Linked DNA regions of Mus musculus: all the other regions are linked to region 3. A link is a contact called in public Hi-C and HiChIP or PLAC-seq data. All regions are on one chromosome and are shown on one strand. The core of a region is the stretch at or near the end of the contact, and the rest is flanking DNA. Distances in the headings are between cores, read along the strand shown.

Region 1 (2,700 bases), core at 9-2,508, 150 kb before region 3:
ATTACATTAGTCTATGTCACCCTAGAAAATGCTCCGTGACATGCTCCAAAAGGAAACTTGGCAGCCCTCAAAATGCAAATGTATGACGAAAACAGAATTCTCGTCTGTATGGTAAAACACATTTGCAAAGACATATATCTGTCAAAATTAGACAAGTTAATTTACAACAGAAACTTCTAAAACCTTTAGTATGTTAGTATCAAACTGACTCTTGGCACGCATGCAAAGTGGGGGCAGGGGTTTGTCTAATATTCATTGAAAGAAGTGATATTTAAAAAATGGCTTCAGACTGGTTTTTATTATTTGTTTGGCTTTGACTTTGGCTTTTGTTTTTGGAGACAGGGTTTCTCTTGTTATAACAACCCTGGCTGTCTTGAACTCACTTTGTATACCAAGCTGGCCTTGAACTCACAGCATGCACAACTATGTCTGACCACAGATTTGTTTCTTAAAGAAAGGAATACAGATTCACTTGTTAAGTACAATACACAAAAAACGAAATGGATTTAACAAGAGCTTTATTGAAAGCTCTCGGACCAAGTGTTTGGTCATTGTTATGTAACCTTCACTTAGCCAAGTCAAGTACTTACACTTGTAATTCTCCAGCTCTGGCTCCAGGCTGTCCTCAGTGTTTGTTTCTATTGCCGCATCTGCCAGATTCTTCTCCAGTGCAGACTGAGCAAGGCTTGGTAAGAACCTAGTAAGGGATGGAGGACCGTGAGGAAAGCAATGCTTCCTTCAGTTCTCAAGTGTCTTTTAACACACACTCCTTCACTAATTGCAACCGATTAAGGAAAAACTGTGTGTAAAGCATATGTTACTGTAATCTTTAATAACTAAGCTTATATGTAATACCAATATTCATTTATATACATTCTGCAGATTATGATGAAAACTTGGGCTTTCATAAGTGGATTTTGTGTACTTCCTGTTTATTGTGAAATTGTATATTGTAGCATATCAAATTTTTCCTAAGTGAATAAAACAGCAATATTCCAGCCTGCTCTAAGGTGGCAAACACAAATTTAAATCAGCAGAAGTAGGTTAATGTGGTTTTCCTTACTTTTTAAACATAAATTACAGAAAGATCATTCATTTTTGTGTTTCCTTCCATTATGGAATCTCTTTCTACCTATTTTATTGTCAAAATAACAATCTGTGTGCCACAAGACACTCTTCAACTACAAAGACACTGTAAGTACTGTGGCTTGGAACAGTTTTCTGCTACATCCACTCCAGTGAAGTCTGCTTGACAGGCCGAGAGGCCTGGAAGCACTCACAAGGCAAGGAAACTCGCCTCCTGGAACCTTGGCATTCCCACACGTTTCTTCACTAGGCTCAAAGAAGCAACATAAATCAGGCATTTACTAAGAACCCCTGGTGGTGGGCTTAACAATAGACTAGCATTACACCTGGCTCCCTTCTTAGTGATTAAAGTGGCCTGGTCCCCGCCATCTTTTGATGTATACATTCCTTTTGCTTTGTGTCACTGTAACTTGGTGGATGTGTCTCTCGCCTGGTTTCTTGTTATTCTTCTGTATAAAAAGTTTGATGCTTGATTTGAAAAATTACACTTAGATACAACACACTTTCTCCTGTTGTCTTTGTCATTCGCCCACTCCTTCACCCACTTGCCATCAGAGACCCGTTCTGTGCAGATAGGAGACCCAAAAAAGGGGGTTAGTCTGCGGGAGTTTTCCTTCTGCACAAAGTTATGTTTAGAATTTATGATCCTGGTTAACTCACAGGAAGGAACTTCAGTCAGTGATTGCCTATTCTATGCTAGTATAAAGCAATCATCAGGTAATGCAGTGTCCCAAATAAACAAGTGCAGAAAACACCATCCAAATTTAGGTTTACATAGTACTAAACCTTGCACATGCTCCCTCAGACTTGAGAACAAACCCCTAATAGTACAAAGGATGGCATAAGCCAGAGGCATGTGAATGAGAGAGTGTAAAACACTGGGGGACTAGGGGGATTATGAGTCCCTGTCCCCATAAGATTCTGAGCCACAGACCTGACACTGTGTCTTACCTACTGCCTCCCTTGGGTCCTATAAGATCATGGGGAAGTTTACATACCTCTAGGTTTTTATCTTATCAATTCACAAGTCATCACATGTCTTAGATCATGGCTTTGCTGTTCAAAACCAAGCCCCCACCTTATCTACTGAGCCCATTACAGGGTTTCCATCCTGTTTCTTGAGCTTTTGACCTGGCATCATGCACAACATTCTTCTCACAGTTGCCCCCCGAGCCTGGGAATATTGGGCCCTTCCTGGGCCTTTTTACTATTCCCTGTTAGATCACCTGGACTGATACCTAGCACTCACAAGCTTTGACTTGTCTGCTGATCTCCACAGTGTCTACTAACACATCTCAGACTGGCCCTATATGGGAACACTTCTGGTCTTGTCCAAAGACTAGAGGATAAAAGACTTGAGAAGAGAGATAGTAATACTAGGTCTAAAGGAACAGATGAGGACCTATACCAGTAGTGCTGGCAATGGGGGGTCTGAGGCACAAAGACAGCAATAAGGGCTAGCCAACTTCACAGGGACACCTTGTTGAAAGAGTGATATAACATGCTTTAGCAGTACAATGGATATCAAAGAGTCTTATTTATAATGTATAAGAAATTAATTTATACTGGTGATTGGAACTGATAATTTTCAAGTGGTATTATAAGACTTAATAT
Region 2 (2,700 bases), core at 132-2,631, 240 kb before region 3:
TGTTCTGATGCTGTGATGGACTGGAATCCTTGGAGGGGTGGAAAACTTGACTAGTGACTGTTTCTGAACTGCAATGCATGTAAGACAGGCAGTCCCCATACAGGAGTGTCACTGGGAGGCAGTCTTCTTTCTAATTCTTTGCTCAACCGCAGATGTTGCTCCTGGGGTATGACTAGGCTGGGGATGGGCTTGAGAGCATCTGCCTGGGATGTGTGAGGCTCTGTTCAATCCAGCACTGGACAGGAAAAAAGGATTTTCTTTGTTTCTCTGTTTTGCTTTGCTTTATTTTTTGTTGTTGTTGTTTTTGTTTTTTGTTTCTAAAAGACACTGCTATCTGTAGTTGAGACAACCGTGGTTTCTATATTTCCCAGAGAGAGCAAGACACTTGTGTTGCAGTAAATCTCCAACCCAAATATGCCCTGGCAATGACAACACAACTCAGTTAATATGATTACATGCTGTGCGCCTAGATTGGGCAGATCTGCCACTACACTACCATCTTCCACATCTTATGAGATCCCTTAGAACTTGTGGTTTCTCCAGGCCATGAGCTTCTGCTCTGCTTTATTTTCTTCCTCCTCCTCTGCACTGCCTTTCTCTCAAACCTCCTTCTCTCTCCCCACCTTCTGCTCCACCTTCCCTTTTACCTGCCCAAGCATCAGCTCTCCTTTATTTCACAAATGAAGGTGGGAAGCAGGTTTACAGGAAATCACCTGAGTGCTGACTCATTCCTCGTTCACAAGCACTCACTAGAGAACGGAATTAACATCAAATATAATCAGCCCCAGGGCTATCCACAACACAGTGCAGTCTGCCTTCTTTTTAGAAACCATCAGTTTTCAAAGGATTGGGCATAAAGATAGTTCAGCTGATGGCACATAGGAACCAAACCCTACCTGCCTGTGAGAGATCACTGCATACACAATATCCCGGAATTTTGTAAATAGACCATTAACCTCTGGTAGCTGGAACAGTAGGGAGGAAAGGTTTACACCACAGAACTTGGCATACATCATTAGCACCCCCTGTCCGCAGTGGCCAGGACAGCCATCTTATCAGCAGATCCTAGGAACACCTGCCAGGAGAGCTTACATTCTCAGTAGGTACTCCTGAGAATCTTACAGAACCAAAAGTTACTCCTATGGATTTCTCTAGCAGGAATAAACAATAGAAAAGTGATTATAGGCATAGCCCAAGGGTCACCATGTAAGCAAACAGTAAAAGCCAGGTGTACTTATACATGAATAGAGATACAGCAGGAAATTGCAAAAGACTGTGAAAGGCATTGCTTTTCTGGGAAAAGGAGATTCCCACAGACAGCACGTGTGTAAGTGTTGGCTTGCAGACAATTCTGCTGGGCTCCTCCCAACAGTGATCTAGCAACAGCTTGTGTCACTGCCTGCCAGGTGTGAACCAGGTGCCCATAAACAGGACTGCCTGCTAGCCCAGCCCCTCTGCCTCTCTCTGCCTCTCTCTGCCTCTCTCTGCCTCTCTCTGCCTCTCTCTGCCTCTCTCTTTCTCTCTCTCTCTCTCTCTCTTTCTCTCTCTCTCTCTCTCTCTCTCTCTCCTCCCCTTGTTTCTCAATTTCTGTCCTTCTCTGTCCCTTCTCTGCCTCTACCCATTTCCAGGTCCCTGATCCCCACTCTTTCCCTGACAATAAACTTTCTTTTATACTAAGCCTTTTGAGTGGCAAGATTGTTCAGGGGATGCCTCAGCACTTCAGCACTGGCTGCCCAGAACTCCCAGCTCCTGCTATTGCCGATTTACATTTCACAACAACAATCACACAAGGCTTGAAGCATTCTGTAACAGTGACACACGGAAGCAGCCTGTCTCCAGAGTTATTGGCCAAAGCAAAGAACAAAGAATAAGTGGACCATGCTTTCTTTGAAAACTGAACAGAGCACTGTATATCACTAAAAGATCTTAAGATAGCTGCTTGGATATTGGGAAAAAGTTAAGTTTAAATAGAAGAGTAGCAATTATATCTGAAAATAGGCTTTCTTGTCCAACTGAACTCTTAAAACTGCAAAACTACTGAGCTAATGGCTAGAAATGGCCAACCATTGACAACAGAACTGTCACTTACACCTGCTGGCGGGAAAATCCGTTTTTTGTTTTTGTTTTTGGTTTTTTTTTTTTCTGAGACATTGGGTATATCATTCACTCCAGGTCCTCAGGCCTCATGATGAGGAGTAGTTGACCAACATATAATAGAATCCACTCTGTGTGTGTGTGTGTGTGTGTGTGTGTGTGTGTGTGTGTGTGTGTAGACATGTACTTTTTACTTGGTTTACAGTTTGGTGAGTCTTTTCTGTTTGGGTAGTGTTTTATTTTGTTTTCCTGGACTGGAGGATTTTGTTGCTGCACTGGCTTTTGTTTGTCTTGAGAAAAAACTCAAGGGGGGAAAAGATCTAGAAGGACTTGGGGAGGGGAAAACATGATCAAAATAAATTTAAATTGAAAAATTGTTTTAAGCAGTAAACATAAGATAAAAAAGAAGATAGACTTGCATTAGCTTTTCCTCACTAAAAACAAACAAACAAATCTGCCAACCATTAGGTAGCCATTGGCGTTTGGGTGAGAGTGTTCCACACAGGCACATGCACAAGTGGTGGAACTGTTTGGGAAGGATTGGGAGGTGTGATGTCGTTGGAGGAAGTGTGCCACTGGGGCTGGGCTTTGAGGTTTAAAGAGCTT
Region 3 (2,700 bases), core at 65-2,564:
AGTTATCTGTCTGTCTTTATAAGTTTGCTAAGCCATTTGAAAGAATGGTATGATGAGTTCTGAGGATTCTGTAGCCAACAAGATTTCCTGGCTATACTTAGCTAGAGACATTTTCATGTCTGCAGAGTTTGGAGTTTGTCCAGCTGGTTTTTTGTGTTGCTTTGGTCCAGTATTTCCTTGCTATGGAATTATGGAATGGTATAAATACCTTGTGTGTTAAGAGGTATGTGCTCTGCTGCTTGATTTTGATTTCATAGGGATTACATTTAAGAGATTAAAATTCAGAAAAGACTTTTAACTTTGAACTTTTAACATTGTGGAGACTGCTAAAGACTATGGAGACTTTTGAAGTTGGACTAAATGTATGTTGCATTATGCTATGTTTAGGTATTGGTCCCCATGTTTAAACAAGCCTATATGGGGGCCAGGATGTGAAGATGTGGTGGTTTGGATATACTTGGCCCAGGGAATGGCACTATTAGGAGGTGTGGCCTTGTTAGAAGAAGTGTGTCACTATGGAAGTGTACTATAAGAACCTCCACCTAGCCACGTCGGAGTCAGTTTTCTCATGTTTGCCTTTGGAACATGAGGTGTAGAACTTTCAGCTCCTTCAGTGCCATGCCTGCCTGGACACTGCCATGCTTCTCACCATGATGATAATGGACTGAACCTCAGAACTTGTAAGCCTGCCCCAATTAAATGTTTTCCTTTGTAACAGTGGCCTTGGTTATAGTGTCTCTTGACATAAATGAAAACCCTAACTAACACAGTGGTGCTGTAGGCCTTATTTCCTCTGTCTTTATTTTACTATCTTAATTTTATTTATAAATTCTTCTAATATTTTCTAAGGCCTGTCTCCATTTTTCATATTTTTCTTCTTGTATCTGTATCATGTTATTTCCTTTTTATTCTTATTTATAAATTTTTCTAATTTTTCTTCTAAACCTTGTCCAAGTAAGTCACTTATCTCTTTCTCTTTTGTTTCTATACTTAAACCATCTAAAATGGCATAATATAGAGTCCAAAAGTTCTGTCATTGTGCCTCTCATCTTTATGTCTTATTTCTTTAAATATATTTAATTCTCTCTTTAAGGACTTCATTTTATCATTATAAACTATTTTTCTGTGATTATTTATACCTAATTTTATTTCTCTTTTATTATTTTCAGTAATACTCTACTAGTTCAGAAGTTTGGAGCTTTTCAGTCCCACTTTAGCTCTGGGAAAATCTGCAGGCTCCTCAGGCCAGCTTGTGTCTGTGACTAACTCCACCCCCTTGCCTTAGTCTAGCAGGTGCTGTTGCTGGGTCACTAAGCTCCACCCACTTCAGGGTCAGATTCTTTCTCTGGGCAATCGTAGGCTTTTCTCCTGTGGACCTGAGTTGGGCTGTCTGGCTCTCTCTGCAACTGTGCTATGCTTGGAGAAGCTGTAGCTACAGGGCATTCAGTCTCCTGTCCAACAGAGACCTTGAGGCAGCTCCAGTACCTGCGTATGGATTAGCTCACAGGCCACTGGCTCTTAAAAGGGATTTTAGCTTCCGCCATGCTAGAAAACTGCTCTGGGAAGTGTTTGTTTCCAGCCTTTCCAGCTGCTTTCACTGCTTTCTTGCCTGGCTTTCTGAACTTTCTCAGGCCCCACTGTTGAGGTTTGGTCTTTTGCTATGCTAAATACTGGTTGCACTAAATGATTATTTTAAAAGAGTGGACTTTGGGGCTGTGAAGAGGGCTCAGCAGTTAACATCACTCACCACTCTTGTAGAAGACCCAGTCTCAGACCCAACACAGATATCATGATCACTTATAATTTCAATTCCAGGAGATCTAATGCTCTTCTGCCCTCTAAAGGCACATGCATATGCTCAAACATAAATCTTTTTTAATGTGAACTGTATAGCGTATGGATTGAATTTCAATAAAACAATGGAAAGGTTCAACAAAATGGATGAACTTCAAATTCATCTCCTTAAAGGAAAGAAGCCAAATACATATACACATATGCACACATACACAATACACAAACATACACAAACATACATACACATACAATCATGTATGTATATATATATATATATATATATATATATATATATATATACACACACACACATACAAGCATACAAACACATACACAAACATGAACATGCACATACAAAACATGGACATACATGCTTACACACATACAAAACATGTACATGCACACACAAACATGAACATACATACAAAACATGCATAAAACACACATATACACATACACTCAGACATACCATAGTGATACTATTTTTATAAAGCTGAAAACTAAGTACAGCTGACTTACTATGGCAGAGAAGAGAGCAGTGGTTTCCAGGGCAGGGAAAAGCAGAGGTGATGAGAGTAATCTTGATGTGCATACAACTTCATAAAATGATCAAAACTAACCAAATTAGAGGCTTCCTTTATCATGTGCATTTTATTGTACCTGACATCCAACTCAAGCCACAGTATGGGACACACATGGACATGTCTGCCTCTCACAGGCTTCACAATGCCAAAGCCCATGACAGAAACCAAGGCAAACACTGTGTAGTACAGACCAGCATAGAACCCATGATGGCACACTGGGTTTATACCAGCCACTCTAACTTGTATTCATGCATTCTATGGTAATGCCCATAATGAAATTCTTAAATATATTCATTCACAAATAACTGTTCTTACTGTAGTT

The links. Hi-C and Micro-C count contacts between places; a contact is called where the count stands out from the background. HiChIP or PLAC-seq counts read pairs in DNA pulled down with a chosen protein or histone mark.
Region 1: an H3K27ac HiChIP or PLAC-seq map of embryonic stem cells shows a contact between it and region 3, with 2.3 times the contacts expected there. The contact joins two enhancer-like sites. A contact is called at or near these places in 10 of 39 promoter capture datasets (the 3T3-L1 cell line, 3T3-L1-derived adipocytes, the C10 cell line and 6 more), 2 of 15 datasets of contacts at CTCF or cohesin (large pre-B cells and pro-B cells), 5 of 484 Hi-C or Micro-C datasets (CD4 T cells, the HL-1 cell line, embryonic stem cells and 1 more), 5 of 115 datasets of contacts at active chromatin or transcription factors (differentiating embryonic stem cells, embryonic stem cells, epiblast stem cells and 1 more) and 1 of 9 other capture datasets (adipose tissue).
Region 2: a contact with region 3 is called in a Hi-C map of embryonic stem cells, with 4 times the contacts expected there. The contact joins two enhancer-like sites. A contact is called at or near these places in 4 of 15 datasets of contacts at CTCF or cohesin (embryonic stem cells, large pre-B cells, pro-B cells and 1 more), 32 of 484 Hi-C or Micro-C datasets (B cells, the C10 cell line, the G1E-ER4 cell line and 6 more), 7 of 115 datasets of contacts at active chromatin or transcription factors (effector CD8 T cells, embryonic stem cells and pancreatic cancer cells) and 1 of 9 other capture datasets (embryonic stem cells).

Annotation. Positions count from the first base shown.
Region 1 is chr14:79,016,604-79,019,303 of GRCm38.p6, reverse strand. It overlaps Vwa8 (von Willebrand factor A domain containing 8), which reads right to left. Exons shown (of 45, transcript NM_027906.1): 18 at 591-697. Among named protein-coding and RNA genes, the nearest start is that of Gm30970, 120 kb to the left of the region's middle. Within about 2 kb of position 1,258, at least 5 of the 459 cell types and tissues checked have an H3K27ac peak or open chromatin away from gene starts, as enhancers often do. A contact at or near this core is called in embryonic stem cells, where this site is marked.
Region 2 is chr14:79,108,247-79,110,946 of GRCm38.p6, reverse strand. The region is part of intron 37 of Vwa8 (von Willebrand factor A domain containing 8); the gene reads right to left. All of the region lies in intron 1 of Gm30970 (a long non-coding RNA gene), which reads left to right. Among named protein-coding and RNA genes, the nearest start is that of Gm30970, 26 kb to the left of the region's middle. Within about 2 kb of position 1,381, at least 21 of the 459 cell types and tissues checked have an H3K27ac peak or open chromatin away from gene starts, as enhancers often do. A contact at or near this core is called in embryonic stem cells, where this site is marked.
Region 3 is chr14:78,868,850-78,871,549 of GRCm38.p6, reverse strand. Vwa8 (von Willebrand factor A domain containing 8) reads right to left here. Exons shown (of 45, transcript NM_027906.1): 2 at 2,694-2,700. Among named protein-coding and RNA genes, the nearest start is that of Vwa8, 21 kb to the right of the region's middle. Within about 2 kb of position 1,314, at least 6 of the 459 cell types and tissues checked have an H3K27ac peak or open chromatin away from gene starts, as enhancers often do. A contact at or near this core is called in embryonic stem cells, where this site is marked.